Linked DNA regions of Mus musculus: all the other regions are linked to region 3. A link is a contact called in public HiChIP or PLAC-seq and promoter capture Hi-C data. All regions are on one chromosome and are shown on one strand. Each heading gives the region's core, a stretch centred on a gene start, on an enhancer-like site or on the middle of the called end of the contact. The rest is flanking DNA. Distances are from core to core; before and after follow the strand shown. Region 1 overlaps Slc7a5 (solute carrier family 7 (cationic amino acid transporter, y+ system), member 5). Region 2 holds the start of Cdk10 (cyclin-dependent kinase 10). Region 3 holds the start of Piezo1 (piezo-type mechanosensitive ion channel component 1). Region 4 holds the start of Spg7 (SPG7, paraplegin matrix AAA peptidase subunit). Region 5 holds the start of Sult5a1 (sulfotransferase family 5A, member 1).

Evidence for each region. Promoter capture Hi-C pulls out the DNA fragments that hold promoters and counts their contacts. HiChIP or PLAC-seq counts read pairs in DNA pulled down with a chosen protein or histone mark.
Region 1: an H3K27ac HiChIP or PLAC-seq map of embryonic stem cells shows a contact between it and region 3, with 2.4 times the contacts expected there. The contact joins the enhancer-like site here to the promoter of Piezo1 in region 3. A contact is called at or near these places in 3 of 115 datasets of contacts at active chromatin or transcription factors (embryonic stem cells, epiblast stem cells and pancreatic cancer cells).
Region 2: a promoter capture Hi-C map of liver shows a contact between it and region 3, with 5 times the contacts expected there. The contact joins the promoter of Cdk10 here to the promoter of Piezo1 in region 3. A contact is called at or near these places in 15 of 39 promoter capture datasets (the 3T3-L1 cell line, the C10 cell line, cranial neural crest and 9 more), 1 of 15 datasets of contacts at CTCF or cohesin (large pre-B cells), 3 of 484 Hi-C or Micro-C datasets (CD8 T cells, double positive thymocytes and embryonic stem cells), 9 of 115 datasets of contacts at active chromatin or transcription factors (T-cell acute lymphoblastic leukemia, bone marrow-derived dendritic cells, bone marrow-derived macrophages and 6 more) and 3 of 9 other capture datasets (adipose tissue, embryonic stem cells and liver).
Region 4: a promoter capture Hi-C map of hippocampal neurons shows a contact between it and region 3, with 4 times the contacts expected there. The contact joins the promoter of Spg7 here to the promoter of Piezo1 in region 3. A contact is called at or near these places in 3 of 39 promoter capture datasets (the C10 cell line, hippocampal neurons and neural stem cells), 1 of 15 datasets of contacts at CTCF or cohesin (large pre-B cells), 1 of 484 Hi-C or Micro-C datasets (Th1 cells), 13 of 115 datasets of contacts at active chromatin or transcription factors (astrocytes, bone marrow-derived dendritic cells, embryonic hindbrain and 5 more) and 2 of 9 other capture datasets (adipose tissue and liver).
Region 5: a contact with region 3 is called in a promoter capture Hi-C map of stem cell-derived epiblast-like cells, with 2.4 times the contacts expected there. The contact joins the promoter of Sult5a1 here to the promoter of Piezo1 in region 3. A contact is called at or near these places in 5 of 39 promoter capture datasets (3T3-L1-derived adipocytes, embryonic stem cells, hippocampal neurons and 1 more) and 2 of 115 datasets of contacts at active chromatin or transcription factors (large pre-B cells and stem cell-derived neural progenitor cells).

What each region holds. Positions count from the first base shown.
Region 1 is chr8:121,879,794-121,883,632 of GRCm38.p6, reverse strand. It overlaps Slc7a5 (solute carrier family 7 (cationic amino acid transporter, y+ system), member 5), which reads left to right. Exons shown (of 10, transcript NM_011404.3): 9 at 1-42; 10 at 538-2,487. The coding sequence ends at 593. Among named protein-coding and RNA genes, the nearest start is that of Slc7a5, 26 kb to the left of the region's middle. Within about 2 kb of position 1,447, at least 13 of the 459 cell types and tissues checked have an H3K27ac peak or open chromatin away from gene starts, as enhancers often do. A contact at or near this core is called in embryonic stem cells, where this site is marked.
Region 2 is chr8:123,223,226-123,227,097 of GRCm38.p6, reverse strand. Cdk10 (cyclin-dependent kinase 10) reads right to left here and starts at 2,257. Exons shown (of 13, transcript NM_194446.2): 1 at 2,130-2,257; 2 at 679-751; 3 at 81-152. The coding sequence starts at 2,216.
Region 3 is chr8:122,549,412-122,553,177 of GRCm38.p6, reverse strand. Piezo1 (piezo-type mechanosensitive ion channel component 1) reads left to right here and starts at 1,849. Exons shown (of 51, transcript NM_001357349.1): 1 at 1,849-2,203. The coding sequence starts at 2,140.
Region 4 is chr8:123,064,081-123,067,612 of GRCm38.p6, reverse strand. Spg7 (SPG7, paraplegin matrix AAA peptidase subunit) reads right to left here and starts at 2,105. Exons shown (of 17, transcript NM_153176.5): 1 at 1,904-2,105; 2 at 1,038-1,140. The coding sequence starts at 2,086.
Region 5 is chr8:123,155,933-123,159,576 of GRCm38.p6, reverse strand. It overlaps Sult5a1 (sulfotransferase family 5A, member 1), which reads left to right and starts at 1,297. Exons shown (of 7, transcript NM_020564.3): 1 at 1,297-1,389; 2 at 1,990-2,138. The coding sequence starts at 1,997.

The DNA of each region.
Region 1 (3,839 bases), core at 198-2,697, 670 kb after region 3:
TCTGGTGGAAGAACAAGCCCAAGTGGATTCTGCAGGCTATCTGTAAGTGTGCACACCACTGCCCATACCAGTCAGGGCGGGAACAACAGGGATGAGGGATCGTAGGTCCTGCCATGTGCACCCTACAAACCAAGAGAATCATTCATGCTGGGCCTCAGGCTTCGTGGTGCAAGCCAAGGGTTTGCACACTAGTGTGTGGGCCAACATTGAGAGTCATGGGGGTACAGGGAGTAGACTTGGGGTCCCACCCTCGCTGGTCTTAGCAGGCATTCTGTGGCCAGCTGCCCTGCGAACTGGCAAAAACCCCACCACTGGCAACTAGCTCAGACACGGTAGCCTGACAACATAGAGCCTGAAAAAGTTGTATCTGAGGCGCCCAGCTCTGGCTGATTCCAGTTGGCGTAGGACGTGTGTTCACCATGTCCAGCCTCATCACCTGAGATTTCAAAAGGGTAAACGGACTGGTGAGAGTAGGCGGGCAGAGCTCACGCCCGATCCTCCACCCTGAGTTCACTCCTGTCCTCCCTCTCCCCGCAGTCTCTGTGACGGTGCTCTGCCAGAAGTTGATGCAGGTGGTACCTCAGGAGACTTAGTCACGTGTCCTGGGTGCTGCCGCGCTGTGCCTGCTCCAGACAACTCTCCTTTGGAAGATCAGCGGCCAGGCCTGTCAGCCCCACAGCTCCAGTGAGCACCACCAGCCGCCTAACACAATCCACTGTCCCTCAAACGTCAGGTGTCCACAGTGGCTGTGAAAGAAAACTGGTACGATTTGGTCCCAGAAGGTGACCGTCCATGGTCCATGCAGACACAGCACCCAGTATGAGGCGTGCTGGGACCTGAGGCCTGGACTTTCTGACTTTCTGGGGACTGCCACATCCAGGCTTTCTCCCCTGTGATTTTTGTTTTGTTTTGGTTTTTGTAGCGTGCATTTGGGTCAAGTTTACACTAGCGAGATGATTATTTTTTAACAAAACAGGGTAGCAAGGAGCAGGAGATGCCGTGGCCGCACAGTCCGGCCCTGTGGGAACTGCTGGCCACAGCTCTTTTCCCAAGGCTGTCGTTCAGTAGCATAGAGTGCCTCAAGGGGACCGCATCACTGTCACCAGGTCAGAAGAACTACTGAGACTTGCACATCACCTGTTCCACTGTGGACTTGGACTGACAGATGGACGACACATATGCTAGCTTGGACTTTAGTTTTCTGGGACCCTAGAGATGGAACCCCAACCTTTCTCATGAGACAGAGCTCTACTGTGTGGGTCACTTGTTAGGTTGAAAATGTAGAGCTCAGCTCTCGCCGCCCTGAAGTCCTGGCTCCATATGAAAGATCTCTGCAGCCATGACCCTAACAGCACCTAGCTGTCCGCTGCAGGGCCTTGTGCTCTGTGCACACAATGCAGCAGTGCCCCGGCTCTCACACGCACAGCACTCCCCGCCCTGCCCCACCTCTCTTAGAACCAGACCAGCACCATGGCTCTCCCACCCCCACCCCCACCCCCAAGCACCTGGTCTGTCCCCATTGTTCTTGAGACTGCTAGTAGCATTCTGTCAAAGTCACTACTGCTCCCTCCAGCCCCACCCTTAGCCATTGTTCAGAAAAATAGGCACCAAGCACCCCTCTGCTCTCTGCCACCAGTGTGGTGTGACCACTCCAGCTCCCTGAGTATGAAAGCCACTGGCTACATGTGTGGGACCATCCTGCAGCCTTCCCGTTGTGCTCTGGGTGAGACAGTTGGGTCCAGCCAGCACATCACTGAAGGAGCTGATCTGCTGGAGGGACTTCAGGATGTGCGTCCCCTGCTGGCCTCTGCCATTGCCTCAGACCATGGCCTCCCTGAAGGGGTGTCTACTGGAATGGCTACTATGCAGTTCTTACATAGTGGTGACTTACCACTGGCCACCCTGACCTCTCCTCTGTGCTTCTGGGGTTCCCTTTCATTGGGGTGAGGAAGCAAGGTCAAGGTCAGAGTGCCTCTTGAAGGTTCTCCCAGATATGGGAACTGGGGTCTCTTCCCTGGAAATGAGGGCAGGGACCCAGTTCCATCCTGGGGTGTGTCCCCAGATACAGCCTGGGTTAAAGGGCAGGGATTCATGGTGCTGACCCAGGCTCTCTGAGAAGGCCCTGTCATTCCTGTTTGTGATGTTCTGAGGATGCCCATCTGTAGGTTTTTATTTTCAAATCAAGCTCCGACCACCGCCATTTTGCCCAGTGCTTTCTATTTTGGTTTTATCCTAACATGTCACTGCCCTGAAAGACACCCCTACCTGGCCCCTTTCAATGGTCAGTGTCTGACCCACCACACTGGGTCCATCTGCTGTGCCACCTGAGATAGTGCTGTGGTTATAATGTCTTTTACTATTGTATTAATGGCTAGCCTGTTACATTAGACTGGGGGGGGGGTACAGAGGTCTGCTGTTTTGTGAGGCTTTTTGTTTTTTTGGGGGGTTGGTTTTGTTTTTTTTAAAAGCTATTGGAATTCTAAGCTGCTGACTGTGTTCTGTGGTCTGTGCCAAATTCCCTGTGTAGGAAGCATCTTTCCTCCCAGCCCACCCAAGTCTCACAGCCGTACATACATTCCTCTGCTCACCAACCCCTGAGGGTGACAAGGCTGGAAGGAAGCCAGGGGGCCAGGGACACATTAAGGTCACAAGAGGGAGAGGGTTTCTGGAAGCCTCTAGGTGGGAGGGGCTTGGCCCAGAGGAAACCAGTAGGCTAATGGTGAGGCTAACTGTGCTGAGAGCACCATCTGAGGGGAGGTGCAGGAGGAAAGGAGCCCAGCAAGAAGTTAAGTGATGCCAGGTCATCTCACAACACACACACACACCTGTCTCATAGACAGGTCAGACTTGGAAACTAGGGTTCACTGCTCTTTGCAGGCTAGCATGGCCCCTAGGCTAGCATCTGTGGCAGAGGGACCCTTGAGGTCTTAGAACCCCTACTGGGTCTTGTCTTCCAAGTCACATTTGCTAGCCAAGGGACTGGGTACTGTTCGGGTCCTCGGGGCCAGCCATCAGTTTCCAGGTATCACTATCTGAACAGAGAGTAGCTATAAGAGCAGAGGGTTCTGATGGCAGGTGTGTATAAGCCCAAAGCTGAGGCCCTGGGCAACCTTCTCGGCTCTTAGCTTGACATCCTGAAGCAGTTTGGGAACTGCCCAGCAGAGGTACCTGAACACTTGGCCACTCTGAGGTGAGCCTGTCACATACATACAGTACTGCCCCCCCCACTTCCCTATTAGGAGACGGGTGGGGCAGCTATGTCCACAGGCAAATGAAATGGTGGTGGCCCATACCATCCTTCCCTGTTGGTAAAGCTAGAAATTCAGTTATCTGCACATCTCTGAGGTTCATAGACCCAAACACTCCCTGCCTTTTATCAGCCCCCACCCTCCCTGCTCACACCATCCCTGTTCCCTTCCCCACCCAGTCATGCTGCCCCTGTGCCTATACAGGACTCCGCTAAGTCCTAGGCAACGACAGGGCTTGCAAGTGATTATGTCCCTGGTACAGTGATCTTATGAGGCTCCTGGAGCTGAGACAGGTGCTCTGCAAACCCCCACAGCGCCACCAGCCCACTGCCCTCCAGCCCCTGTGAGGACACCACAGGGGGGACACCACACTGAGCTGGTAGCTCTGTCCCTAGAGAAGGCAAGGGGCCTTGTCTTCCTCAGGTTAGCTGCAGGTTTCTCCATCTTCTGTTGACCTCAACGTACTTGACCTGAACCTTGTGTCTTACTTGAACCCTGGCTGTGTTACACCCATCTGCAAACTGCCACTTAGCCCGCAGTGAGCTGGGCACTACCTTCAGCCTGTTACCAACAGTTAATGAGCCAGACAGG
Region 2 (3,872 bases), core at 1,008-3,507, 670 kb before region 3:
TCAGATGACCTGTGCTTGTGCGCCTCCCTGCTTGGATGCCCGAGCAGGCAGGGTACTCCTGCATCCTGCCCCCAGCTTACCATCCTTCTCTTTGTCCATCCGCACCTTCTTCAGGGCGACAATTTCATCTGTCTGGGTATCCCTGGCCCGATCTGAAACAGGAGCACACATGCAATGGAGCCTACCTCAAACCATCAAACTCTCTTAAGAGTTTGCTGAAATTCTTCTTTTTCTCTGACAACATAATGTCCAGCAACACTTGGTCCTTCTTCCGTTCCCAAGATGTGAGCTTGGGAATTCTCATTTGAGCTGGGTTGGGAGTTAGTGGAAACCTGGCCATCAGCAACTCAAGTGGAGAGGAGCTCTCCAAGCAATCTCTCACACAGCCTACTGCTCTGAGTTCACTTATGCAATATTACAGCACCACGGAAGGTGATCTACCTAGGGGGAAAGACTTACTTTATATGATAACGGCTTACAAATACTTATCAAAAGCCTCACAGCTCTGGAGCTGCAGGGAGCTTTGGAAAGTAGTGCATTTTACTGATCAGGTATCTCCATTCCATAGCTACACACATGGATTGCTGACATTTGCAATCCGAGGCTTATGTTTAAGCATCACACCAGTATAGAGTGTGAGCCTTCCAGTCCCCACAGAGCTCTTTCATGACCACTCACACACGATGCCATAGGTGCCCTCGCCAATCCGGTTCAGCTTCTCAAACTCCTTAACGCTTCGGCATCTTCCCAGCTGAAAGAGAGAGGCAGCCAGTGTGGGGATCTGGAAGCTAACCACACAAGTGACAAGTCTCACCCATACCTGGCACTGAGAAACGTGCTTGCATCTTGCTTACCAAACAGAAAAGCAACCATGTATTTGGAATTTTCTGATGAGTGAAGGGGACAGATACCACTGGAATCACTTTGAAATACTGAAGCATACTGAAGATGGCCTAAGTATCCCCTCCAACCCAGTGTTCCAAATGTCTGCTGTCTAGTACCAAATGGCCACAAGCCATGGGCACAAACACCTCTGTGCAGGAGAATCCGGCCTTCAACAGGGAGTGCCAACTTTTCATGTGTGAGGTGCCTTTCTAAGTGCATTAGCTAAGCATTCCTTGGGTACAGAAGGACCAGAGCAAGCTTAGGATTCTATTCCACCAGCCCCCTGCTGGCTTCCCGACTCTTAACTGCCCTGCCCTGGGTTCTGTTACTCTGATACCTGATGGCCCCCACGATCCACTCTGAGCTCCCTCCCTCCCTCCCTCTCCTCGAGGATCCCTGTTCACTTCGAAATTCCATTCACCAGGATTTTGTGCTGCCACCTGAGTGTGGTATACCATTCCTTGTCAGATCTGCCCAAATTTTGGCAACACTTCCTGGTCCAAAACAAATGTCAACTCTTCTACAAACTTCTTACAGAATACTCCTTTTCTCCAAAGTCTCCACTATTTTATATCTCGGCTTATTTCTGAGTCCAGGTCTCACTCTGTAGCCCAGGCTCCCCTCCAAAGTGGAGTGACCATCCTGCCTCAACTCCCTGACTGGGATTACCAGTGTGGACCACCACGCAGGACTCTGACATTTTTGACTTAAGGGACCACTGCACACGTGCATTTTCTCCCCCTTTAAGAACGGCTTTCGCAACCTCGGCTTCCAGTGCAGTGCTCTGAGTTAACTAGTTGTTAAGTGTTGTCTCGTGCCTTGTGCTCTGAGGCTCTTAGTTAATGTGCCTTGGCCTCGCAAAGCATAAACAAGAAGTTAAAAATACGTGGGCTGCGGCAAAACCTCTTCCCACCAAACGTCTACTGGAGCAGAAATCGGAGCCCCTTAAGGTTCACCTTCACATCACACAAAAGAGACAAGACTGTGGGTAACGCCAGGTGAGACCCCCGCGGCTGCAGGTGCCACCGGGAACCTCCCACTCTTCTCGCCCTTGGTCGCTCGTCCTCGGTCCCACCCCGCCCCAGCCTCTGGGCTGCCGATTTCTGCCCACGCCGCGGCAAACTCGGGGACTGCCGTTCCCCCTCCGACGCTGGAACCTCAAACTTGAACGCGACACGGAACGCCCCGGTGCGCTTCAGTCTGGCCCTGCCACTCAGCGCCGCACGAGTGGCACCCCGTCGCACCCTGTGTTCTGGAGGCACGGTGAAGAAACCTTCCTTACGGATACACTTCAATCGGATCTGATCCGACTCCAGGTCCACCTCTGCCATGCCCAAGCCGCTGCCGCCCTCTTCCAGCGCGCAGGCGTAACGCCCCTCGGCGCAGGCGCATGACGTACTTCCGGTTTGTTCTGGACTTGGGGACGGAATCCGCTCGGAGCGCAGAGGCTCTGTTGTCTTTTAGCGTTAGATGCAGACACACTTCTACAAAGCTGCTCAAAGTACCATCTGTAGGCCAGCCTGCAGAAGACTCAGATTGGTTTTGATCAACTGGAGGAAAATGCGTCTCTTCCCTGTTTGCCATTTAAGTGAGACCAATTCCAGCGATCAGCCGTGCTTTCTGCCCTTCCAGACCACCACTGCTGAGAGCTATGCTTTCTGATAGTGGTTGGGTACATTCTCCGAAAGCTGGATGTGTGGGAACCCAGTCATTCCCGAGGCCAACCTCGTCCCCATCACTAGCCCAGGACAAGACGGAAGGAAACCTTGTACAGCCCGGGCAGCGTACACGAGAAAATGAAGATAATTAATGTACTGACCACTGGAGAGCAACTCTAGTCCAAGTGGTTCTTGGAGGTTGCACTCACTCAGCTTTTTTTGTTTGTTTGTTTGTTTTGCCAGGCAATAAGAGTGCCCGGCTGCTGGGATTTGAACCTGGTCCCTTCTGTCTGGAGCTCTGCACCCTTAATCGGTGAGCTAGTGCTGCAAGACTTGCACTTAGCTCTTGTACTGAGTAATGAACTCAGAACACCAATTGGCTCTGATCATCTGTGGAGGGTTTATATAGATTAGGAAGATGAATGTTCCTGCTTCTAAATGGCCAGAGTGCAGGTCCATGTGGGCACTATACTTAGGTTAATGCAAGCAGATTAGTTGGTGTTTGGACACAGTGCCATATGCCTGTAATCATAGCACTCTGGAGACTGAGGCCAGAAGATTCTGAGTTCAAAGCTAGAATGGGGTGCATAGCCTATCTTAAAAGGCTTTCAGTAGTGTGTCAATAAATCATGCCGGGCGTGGTGGCGCACGCCTTTAATCTCAGCACTTGAGAGGCAGAGGCAGGCAGATTTCTGAGTTGGAGGCCAGCCTGGTCTACAAAGTGAGTTCCAGGACAGCTAGGGCTATACAGAGAAACCCTGTCTCGAAAAAAACCAAAAAGAAAAAAAAGTCATAAATAATAATACTGTAAGATTTCTAATGGATTGTTTGCTATCTTACATTTCTTTTTAACTTTGGAATTCAGCTTTCCTCTGGGCACACTGTCACCTGTAATTGCAGCAGTCAAGAGGTTGAGGCTGCATGTTCAAGGCTGGCCTGGGCTATATACTGAGTTCTAATCCAGACTGGATTGGATGTGAGACCCTATCCCTGTTTCAGAACTCCAGCTGGGATTGTAGCTCAGTGGTGGAGCGCCTGCCTAGCATTGGGTCAAGTCCTAGGCTCACTCCTTAGCACTACATACACAAAGTTTTTTTTTTTTTTTTGCTTTTGCTTTTGTTTTTGTTTTTGTTTTTTTGAGACAGGGTTTCTCTGTGTAGCCCTGGCTGTCCTGGAACTCACTTTGTAGACCAGGCTGGTCTTGAACTCAGAAATCTGCCTGCCTCTGCCTCCCGAGTGCTCGGATTAAAGGCGTGTCTCACCACTGCCTGACTACAAAGCAATTTTAAAGTTAGTGGCTTGCAGACAGTTCCATTAGGCTCCAGCAAC
Region 3 (3,766 bases), core at 600-3,099:
GGATTAAAGGCGTGTGCCACCACTGTCCTGGTCTGTTTTGTGAGTTTTTTTTGACCTAGGTAATGCTTGTGTGTGACTGACCAGGATATCAAAAGGAAGGAGGCTTGCTTGCATGCCAAGACTGCATACTTGCTGTGGCGGGCAAGGGTGGCGCCAGTTTTTCAATGGTAACATTGTATCTTAGAAGCTGCTCCCACAATTCAGGGAGTCTTCAGATGCTCTTTAAACTGCTACAACACTGTAGGATACAGTTTAGTTTTTTTGAGAGTTCCCCTGTTTGTTCCTTTCTGTTTTTACCCTACAACTACTTCAATGGTTGTGAGACATAAACATTTCAGTTCCTTTGGGACAGTGGTTCTCAACCTTCCTAATATTGCTTAATTAATTTCTAATATTGCTTATTTATTTATTATTAATTATTTTTATTTATTATTAATTAATAATTAATTAATTAATATTCCTTAAGACACTTCATGTTGTGGTGACCCTTGACCATAAAATTATTTTGTTGCTATAACTATAATTTTGCTACTTCTTTTTTTTTTTTTTTTTTTTTTTTGAGACAGGGTTTCTCTGTGTAGCCCTGGCTGTCCTGGAACTCACTTTGTAGACCAGGCTGGCCTCGAACTCAGAAATCTGCCTGCCTCTGCCTCCCGAGGGCTGGGATTAAAGGCCACGCCCGGCCTATAATTTTGCTACTCTTATGAATCATAATGTAAATAGCTGTTATGTAGGATATCTATTATGCAACCCCTATGAAAGGGTCGTTCAAGGCCCATAGCTGTCACGACCCACAGGTTGAGAACTGCTGCTCAAGGAGCAGGTCTGAATGAATTTCTGAACCTTCCCGTGTCTTAGCAGCACCCCTTCAGAGTCAGACTAGAGGTGAGTCTTGGAGACCAAGCTAGGCAGTTTAAATACTATATGTCCAGGGAAAGCCTGCATTTCTGGTGGTTCTGGAAAATTGAAGGTTCTGAAGTGTGATTGACTTTAGCCTGCTGGTGCCTTGAGGCTCAAAAGGGTCACATCATCACCGCTCCCGGTTAAGCCTCTGCCCCTAATGCTACTCATTTCCCAGTGCATCCTGAACTTGGTCCAACTGTGCCGTTCTTGACCCCTTTTCATTTCGTCTTTCCTATCCACCTTAATACGGAAGACTGAGCCAAACCAAGGCGGCTTGGGTGAGGTACCGGGCACGTGCCGGACTCAGACCTTGTCTGGCCACCAATGGGACAGCAGGTGCTCTGTCAGCTTTTGCTACTGTCTGTAGCACACTGACTAAAGCCAAGCCACACAGTGGGGGCAGGTGTGACTGGAAGCAGTCCCAAAGCCCCAACGCAGACCACAGTGGGATGCAGCTGTCTGATGCCACAGCAGTAAGGTGTCTCTCCACCCCAACCACCAAGGCCTAGCCAGCGTGGCCGCCAGTGCCACAGTTAGGGACTCTGACAGCCCCCAGAGGGCGCTGCGCCATCACGGCTTGGGGAACAAAGCGAAAGTTGCTCCAACCACGAGGGGCGCAGTTGCGCGTGGGTACTAAGTGGGTCAGGTCTTTGGGAGTCTTCTTGTATTGCCCCCACCCCGGGTCCCAGGCCCCGGAGCCCCAGGGAGAAGCGCCCCACGGGCACAGTGCGAGTAACTGCGCTGGGCTGAAGGAGGGTTTGGGGGGCGCGCGGGTCGAGGTCTCCGGGTCACCGGCACCAGCCAGGCTAGTAGGGCCGGCGCTCGAGCAGACTGCGCTGGGCAGCGAGGGGGTGCCTGGGCGCGCCTGGCCGTCGGGGGAAGCGCGGAGGCGGGCACTCCAGGGAGGGCGGGGGCCGAGCTTATAAAGGCCCGCAGGCGGGAGCAGGGAGAGAGCCGCCGCGTCGCCGTCCGGCCCAGCTCGGCCTCCACGAGCCGCCGTGAGTTCCGAGCCGGGCGGGCTGACAACCCAGCGTGCGCGGGATCCGGCCGTCGGGAACCAGAGGGCGCGGCCGGGCCGGCCGGCGACCCGAGATCGAGGCCGGCGGGAGGTCACAGCAGCCGCGCGCCGCACGTGCGGAGACCCGCCCAGAGTGCCATGGCGCGCGGTTCCTCCGGCCCTCGCACCTCCCTTTAGCCACGGCGGCGCGACCCCGGGCGGTCCCCCGGCCGCGGGGCATGGAGCCGCACGTGCTGGGCGCCGGGCTCTACTGGCTGTTGCTGCCCTGCACGCTCCTGGCGGGTGAGTGGAGGGCGCGGGCGGGAAGGCTGCGTCCGCGTCCCCCTGCGCCGCGCCGCCCCGGCGGGCGAGCATAGGCGAGGAGATTCCGCGGGACTCGCGGCCCAGGGCGCTCGCATTCCAGAGGCGTGAGCGCGCTGGCGGCCTCGGCGGGCCCGGCCCGGGCACCGAGTGGAAAGCACGGCAGGCAACGGCGAGGCGCGGGTCCGCGAGAGCCCCAGATAGCGCTGGGCGTCTCCACGCGGGCTGGGAGGAGAGGCCCGGGCAAGGGGCTGTTAGTGTCTGAGCTGTGAGGGGAGCGCGACTTTCTATTCTCTTTCGTAGTTAAGAAAAAAGAAAGAAAGAAAGAAAAAAATCAAACTTGCATCATGACTTCCTGACCAATCTGGGAGAAGGTGGCGTTCTGCCTGGAGCTTTTCAAGTCAGAAATTTCCTACCAGAACTAATGTTCCAGCCCTAGGCGCAGTTCTTAGTCTCAGTTCCGAGGTTGTCTGTCCAATGCTAAGCTCCTGTCTTCCTTGTGCCCTACTTGGTTACCTTCCAGAGGGACTGGGGCACAGGGCGCCCCAGGAGGCTCTGCCTGATGTCAGAACTGGAGATCCCCTACCTTGGCATACGTCCCTTTCTTGCAAAGAGCTTCTCTCTTTTGGTGTCATAGGTGCTGGGCTCCATTGCCGCCCTCCCAGCCTCACCCAGGGCACCTTGCCCAGCTGCTCACCCCCTTACACCTCCTGAAGCAGTCAGCACCCCTCCACATGTGACCTTCCTCGGGGTCTGATTAAATTAGCCCACAGAGAGTCAGTGTACCCACTGTGAAAGTTGGTCTGCCTCGTGGAAGTCCATCTGTTGGAGGTGGGGGGGTTGTGCGTGATTCCCTCCATCTCTCCACGGACACTGCTTGTGCACCCTGTTTCAGGAACAGGCTCCGGGGGGTGTCAGGCAACCCGGGCAATGACTTCCACACAGGCCAAGTTTTGATTTGTAGGACCAAAATGTGGTGAGACCGGGGTGGGGGGGTGGGGGGGATTTTTCAAGGCAGGAATCAATGAAAACCATTGAGCTCTGAAAGGAGGGGCCAGCGGATACTGTCCTCAGCTCAGCCCGGACTTAGGAGAGCCAAGGTCTAGGGCCCACATTTGTGGCTTCTTTTCCTCGCTGGCCTGTAGACGGTCAGACTGTAAATATAAGCAGAATGGGTGGATGAGAATGTAGAAGACGGGTACCCTTCTTAAAGATTCAACAAGAGCTGCTTCTCAGGCTCCTTCACTGACTGTCAACACTTGGGAACAAGGAGGGCAGGGCAGGGAAGAGGTGGTCCTGTTGTGTGCAGAGAAAGGCTTCTCCATCTTCATGGAAGAGGTCCTCTTTCACAGACAAGGGCCGTGCTTAAACAAAACCGGCAGACTTTTCTCTGACAGGCCAGATGGTGAATGCTTTCACATCATGAAATACTCTGATATTTTTTTCCAGCAGTTAAAAAAAAATGCAAAATCATTTCTTAGCTCGTGGACAGCAGTGCTACTAGCTAGAATTTATCCTTACCCTCCAAGGATCAGTCTGGGCTCT
Region 4 (3,532 bases), core at 856-3,355, 510 kb before region 3:
GTCTCTGTCTGTCTCTGTCTCTGTGTCTCTCTCTGACACACACACACACACACACACACACACACACACACACACGGGGTGGGGGGCGGGGAAACAAAATAAAACACTTAAAGTGAGCAAAGAGAAGTCTAGGCCTGGTAGCACATACCTGTAATCCCAGCACCTGGAGGGTGAGAACAGGAGGATTCTAAGTTCAAGGCCAGGCTGGACTGCAAATTAATGCCTTGTTTCAAGAAAACAAAACCAAACAAACCAGTCTGCAACCCCCAGGTGAGGAGTGGGGTCTCACGTGCTCCCATTGGGAAGGGACAGGCAGGATGATCAAGGAGTGCTCACAGCCCCTAGCTATACATTTCACTTCAGATTATCCATAACAGGGCTAACATAGCTCACAGCACAAAGAACCAAAGGTTACAATGAAAATATAGCTTAGTTGTTAGAGTACTTGCTTACCATGCCCAAAGTCCTGAGTTCAATCCCTAGCTTCACATAACACTGGACAGAGTGGTACATACCTGTAACCTCAGGACTGAAGAGGGTCACAAGTTCAGGTGTTTTGTTTTTTAAAAGAATCAAAGGTACTCTTAGTGGCTGGGTGTTCCTAGTCTTCTGGTCAGTGTCTAACTAGTGACGTTCTCCTATGTCACTTGTCACCTGCCAAGGAGCCTCCACTCTTAGACTAGAGTGCATGCACACAGCCTGAGATGGTGGATGCTGCTGCACACACAGCATGGCCTTCTGCTCCTAGGCTACTCTACTGAACATCACAGCGAGCCCTGCTCACTGCAGCAAGTGCTGTGCTCTCAGACAACATAAAACCTTTTGTTTTTTTGGGTGGGGGGTGGGGGTGAGCAGGGGGCCAGCAGGGTTTCACTAGCTAGTTCTGCCTGACCTCCAACTGGCAGCCCCTGTTTTAGTGCTGAGATTACAGGCATGTAAGACCTGGTTTGTTTGGTTTTGTCCTCTTCCACTATGCTCTTATAGGACTACAGTAAAACCTGTGTCCCTCAGTAATGGACCATGCAATGCATACACACCTGAAAGCGGCCACAGTCTGACTGCATTTGGAACTATATGCTGTTTCAGTAACAATCCGCTAATACCTTCAAAGCTAGGGGTCAGTATTCGCAATAGCAAACTCTGTAAAAAGAGAAAAAGACCGAGGTAACACTAAGACCATATACCACAACAACACAGGCCTAATCAAAGTCCTTGCCTAGCATGCAGAAAGCTATGGATTTGATCCCCAGTACCTCCTTAAAACTGGGTACAGTGGCGCATGCATGTAATCCCAGCACTTGGGAGGGGATGCAGGAGCATCAAAAGTTCAAAGTCATCTTCAACTGTGTATTGAGAATCTCTCCCTCCTCGGTTTCCATCCTAGAACTGCCTCCCAAGAAGGGGAGGGGCCAAGGGAAAGTGTCAATCAACTCCATCAATGAATTTCACTGGACTCAGCCACAAAACAAAACAAAAAAACCGAAGAAACAAAAGTCAATTAACTTTCACCCACAGCCCAGTTTGAGTCTCCAATTCACAATCTTCCTGGCCTCGTCCTACCAGCAAATACTGAAATTGCAAGTGTGCACCACCTATGTGGGCAAAAGGATCGGGAGTCCAAGGGCTGCTCCGAGTACACATGAACGCCTGCCTCCAGACCAGAAAGAAGAGGACGGAAAGGCACGGGTGACCAGGACTCAGTTTGAAGCCGCCAGGGACAGTGATACAGGGCGTCTCTCTCACACACGCCAGGGAGAGACGAACCACCCGAGGCAGATGCTGCCTCCCGTCCCGGGGAGCCCACAGCAGCCATCCTCCTGCGGAAGAGCGAGGTGCAGGCGCACTTCCGGTCGGCGCGGACCGACCCGCCACACCCGCCGCCGCCGGGCTCCGAGCGGGTTACCTGAGGCGCGTGGCCTCCAGCCGCAGCCGGGCCAACCGGAGTCCCGCGGGCCGCGTACGGCCGCCTGGCCCCAGCCCCGGACGAGAGGCCTGGGCCCCTGCCTGAGAGCAGGCCCCACAGCCGTCGGGGCCGGGGCTCCGGGCCGGGGCGGAGCCCGCGAAGCAGCAGCAAGGCGGCCGCCATGGTGCCGAAAGCGGCGCCTGCGCAGTGCGGCTCCGGCCGCCCTAACGGTCAGGTTTTTGAGGGCGGCCTCCCTTTGCGCTTGCGCGGGGTTGAAGGTCGCGCGCTCCTGGCGACGCCTGCGCGGTCCGAACCGTCTGGTATCCGCAAGGTTAGCTGCGAAACCTCGAGAGTCAGCAGGGTGCGCAGCGCGAAAGCTAGCAGCCCGCAGCCTGCGGGTTCACGTAGAGACAGGCTACGGTTACCCGGTATTTTTCTCTCTTGTGTTTTATTAACAGTCCAAGTTGCGGTTTCCAGTACTTGGCAAGTGGATACACGATTCGCTTTTCACGTTATCTCTTTCTTTGGGGTGCGATTTGGTGGTTCCTGTTGGCCACTTCCGTCCTTCCTGTACGTATTTATTTTGTTGTTTCTCTGTGTGGTGCTAGCTGTCCTCTCGCTGTAGACCAGACTGACCTCGAACTCGGAGATCCACCTGCCTCTTGGTTTTGGTTATTTGTTTTTTTAAATACAGTATCGCTGTGCAACAGTCTGGCTTCAAACTCAAGCTCCGTCTCCTGTGTGCCGGCCTGACAAGAATGAACCAGTTTTTCTGAACATCAGAGATCCGGGGGATGCCCCTGGCTGGCTACAGAATCAACTTAGAGCCAGTGGTGTGTGAGACCACAGGGCAGCAGCTACATACAGAGTAGGAAAACGGTGCCCTCAATCTTAGAGAGGGAGGGAGGGGGGCTCCTAAAGTCGGAACTGGAGGGGCTGGAGAGATGGCTCAGCTGTTAAGAGCACTGGCTGCTCTTCCAGAGGATCCAGGTTCAATTCCCAGCACCCACATGGCAGCTCATGACCATCTGTAACTCCAGTTCCAGGGGATTCGACAACCTCCCACAGACATACATGCAAGCAAAACACCAGTGCACATTAAATAAAACATTTAAAGTGGTGATTGGACCCGTGTCCTCTGGAAGAGCAGACAGTGCTCTTAACCACTGAGCCATCTTTCCAGACCCCTCCCCCCCTTATAGCCATTAGTGGTCTACTACCCATTTCTCCAACTCCCTTAGCATCAGGCAACCACTAGCATTCTTTGTTCCTGTGGACTGTGTTTATGACCAAATTAAGAGCCCCCTTAATTATACTCACTGCCCCTGAGGAGCACCCGTCATCCCGAGCTTCATACCATTTGGCTTTGACAGTTCATTTGTGCAGAGACAGAAGGGAGAGCTTGCTGTCCCACCCATGGACAGCTGCAATCCCAGGCCTGGGCAGGGCCACTGAAGCTCTGAGTCCTGCTAGTCCATGCCAGGCTGGTGCCTGGTAGTCTAACTGCAGAAAGCCCCCAAAGCAGTCTCGGTGCCTTTCCTTCCACTCCATGTCTTTCTGTACTCTCCAAGTCCCTTAACACTAAATAATTCAAACAATAAGCCTTCTCGGTGCTGACTGGTGCCTGGC
Region 5 (3,644 bases), core at 48-2,547, 610 kb before region 3:
TCCAGGACAGCCTGTAGGACTATACAGAGAAACCCTGTCTTCAAAAAACAAAAAAACAAACAAACAAAAAAGAAATCTATCACAACTAGAAACAGCCCTGATGTCCGTAAACATACGGTGAGCAGGTGAACACTTACCTATTCAACACAACACAGCCGCGTGGAAGAACTGTCCATACACACAATGACATGGATGAATGTCGTAAGCAACACAAGGAGCAGGGAACAAACCCAGACACAAGGCTGTGCATCGTGTGGCCTTCAACAACAAGGGAAACAAGAGGTGATGACAGGCTTGAGTAACTTATCGGGGGAGGACACGGGTTTATGGTAAGAAGGAGGCCTGAACTGTTTTATATGTCCCAGTCGTGACTGTGGTAGTCACATGGTGTGTGAATTAGTGAAATCAATTTAGCTGAGCCTTTGGAGAACTTGGCTGTAGTCTCTGTGGGTTGCGTGTGCTGATTTCTCCCGGGCAAGGTCTGAGAAGAGGAATCAGGACCAGAGTTACACTTTAAAGGACAGCCAAGGACAAACAGACACCGGGTCAGTGTGTGCTCTGTGGGTGTGTGTTGATACACACACCGTTTCCTACCTATAAGACAAAGAGGATGAGGACCCTTGGGTACTCCCCTGCAGCAGAATGGATCAAAAACAAACCAGAAGCCCAAACCAACCAAACAGAAGAACACAAATCTCCTAAGCAAATGGAAGAAGTTTTGTTGTGTTGTATACAAATCCCCTGGACTCTGGTTGTAAGTGGCCCTGTAGGCAGAGAGACATTTTCATGCTGGCTGGCAGCTGCCTAATGAGAACATGAGACAAGGGAATCTGGTGGTTGGCAGCTGGAGGTGGCGGGAGATGGAAAAGTCTTCACGGATGTACTCTGTCAGAGCTGGTTGCTTTGTACTGTATCTTACCACAAATGTCAAAATTATATAAACTGCATGGTGGGTCCTAGGGTGGTAGAGAAAGCTGCCTTCTGTTGTCAGAATACAAGAAAGGGACGGTGCACTGCCTCTTCCTGGCCCCTTCCTGGCCCCTTCCTGGCCCTTCCTGGCCAGTGCTCCACAGGGGAGCATTGTTGAAACAGGAAAATTGTGTCATTCCCAGACACTGTTAAACTTATTTTTTGAGCACCTTAGTCTGCTTGAAAAATAGGTTTTGTCCCGAAGATTATCCGCTTATTGCTTGCCTATGGGGGCGCTCTTCCCAGCCCCTCCCCCAAATGGGTCTGGTTGGGGGCGGGGCACCCTGCAGTCTTCTGCCCCAGGGCCCTGCAACGCTAGGGTGGAGCCTCTTTGGAGGTGCCCAAGTAGAGCCTGAGCCACATTTCCTAGGTCTGGGCTGCGTGCGCACAGCCAGGTACCACTGGAAGAAGGACTTTGTGGTAAGTAGGGGATCCCGAGGAAACAGGGGAGGTGGGGCTTCTGTCGGAGGCTGCTCCAGGATTCAGTAGAAACATTCCTGTCAGCCCAGTCTGGGCAGCTGTAGAGCAAGACTGGAGGGGGGCTGTGGGTGGGAGCTGCTTGCTCTCTAGATGGGGCCTTTAGATACCGATCCCACTATGCTTTGGGGCCGAGACAAGCAGCTCTCAAGTCCGCAAGGATGTTCATGATCCATCACAACCACACACTTTCGAGGTGTAGCCCTGCATACAGATGGCCAAGAGCTGGTGGCTAGGGCAGAATTCTGCAAGCAACCAGCCACACTCTCAAGGCCAGACAGATGCCACTGTCATTCCAAGGCCATAGCACAGAGGTCTATATCCTCTGATGGGGTTGGGACCTTTCTTGGGCCAGACGACAGACAAGTCTGTCCAAGGTTCTAAGATGGTCCTGCAATGATGCCTGAGAGCAATAACAGTAGCCACTGGGTGTGGACCTATCTCAACACTTTCATGATGGAATGGCAGACTGGCCTGTATCTACTGGAAAGAGCTTGGGCCCTCGGTAACAGACTTCCTCACCTCCAGCCCTGTTCCGCACAGCACCAGCATGACTGAGCGCATGAACACCACTGAAATCTTCGATGGCGTCCGCTTCCCAGGATTCATACACACCCCAGAGTCCCTGAAAGCGGCTTGCTCCTTCCAGTTCCAGGACACAGACATCCTCTTGGTAACATTTCCCAAGTCAGGTGAGAGACAGACTGGGACAAGGAGCCTGGACAATCCAACACCAGGGCTTCCTGCCACCCATAGTGCCTCAGTCCCCTTCTCGGCACTGTAGACACCCGGGCCCTCTCTGTCACCTGTGACTGGTATAAGCTGTAGGGCTGCCTTTCTGGCTTGAGTCAGTACCAGCTGTATGAAGCCCCTCACTAGCCTCCTTGGCTGGTTGTTCCTCTTTCTAATAGCCTCAGAAGCACAGGGTATCCTGGGTACAAGCAGCCCCCCTCTCCCCCTGTACCTTGGTCAGGTTCACACAGACTTCTTGTAATCTCTCTGCACTTGCTTGAACGTGTTTCTGAGGCCATGGGAGGAATGCTGGGGGGGGGGGGGTGAAATGGGGTGTGTGCTGAGAATCTGGCTTTATTCTTAGGCGGGTGGTCCTTGGGGGACAAAGCTTTTCCTTGTCCTGAATCATGCTGGGGTGAATGGTGTACATCACCCCAGTGAAGTATGTTTATGTGGGGCACAGGAACTCCCTAATCCCATAAGACTGCCTGGTCTACTCTCCTCCAGTGTGCTCAGGGTAGCAGCATAGCTCTGCAGACCCTGCATAACCATCCTCCCCATCCTGAATCCGTCAGGATAGGCACATAGGGCATAGTTTGCTTTTGTCTCCTGGACATAGCCCAGCTAGGACACAATGCCACTGAGAGCAAGATCTGCTTCATGTGACTTGGCCACCAGGGCCACCTGGACTGTAGTGACTTAGGTAAGTCAGCAATTCAGCAGATAGGGCCAAGCAACCCTCCTATACTCCACATTCCTGACAGTCTTCCCCTCACACCAGACCCCCTTCCCCTCCACCCTGCATAGTTGTCCCAAGTTCCAGCCCTGCCCCACCCCCCTCCTACTCCCTGGATCCGATCCCTCCATTCACATCTTAACATATCTACCCAGGGGCCTGGTCTGTGGGCTGGGCTTCCCACCAGAAAGAATGCAGTGGGTGGGCTGGGATCTGTCAGACTGCGCCTCCAGCCTCAGTATATCTTAAAGGATAGGGCAGCAGAGCTATGGGATCCTGGATCCAGGCTGTCACTGTCCCTGTATGTGGGCAGGGGGTGGGGACCGATCATCCCACTATAAGTACGAGATCCCATCCTCGCAGAGCAGGCAGGTTCTGGCCTGTAGCGGAAAGATACCTTGCTGAATCTTATCACATGTCCCTGAACTGGGCCCAGGCGGGCTGGGCGGGAAGGGCCACGCCTGTTCTGAGGAACCTTTTCTGGTTTGCTTTTTCTTAGACTGGTTCTGTCTGGCCTAAAAATAAAAAGGTGATATAACCTTCCCCCTACTGGAAACCAGAGAAGCTAAGGGGGGGCCCTTGACCTTCCATTCCCATTGAGCTCTCTAGGATTTGCTATCTCTGAAGGTGACCCCAGAAAGTGTGGTTGCTTGAGGGGAGTAGACACCCGAACAACTCCCAGAGCACCCTCCTCTCTGGCCAGGGCCAAAGCTCCTTTTCAGATGTCTGA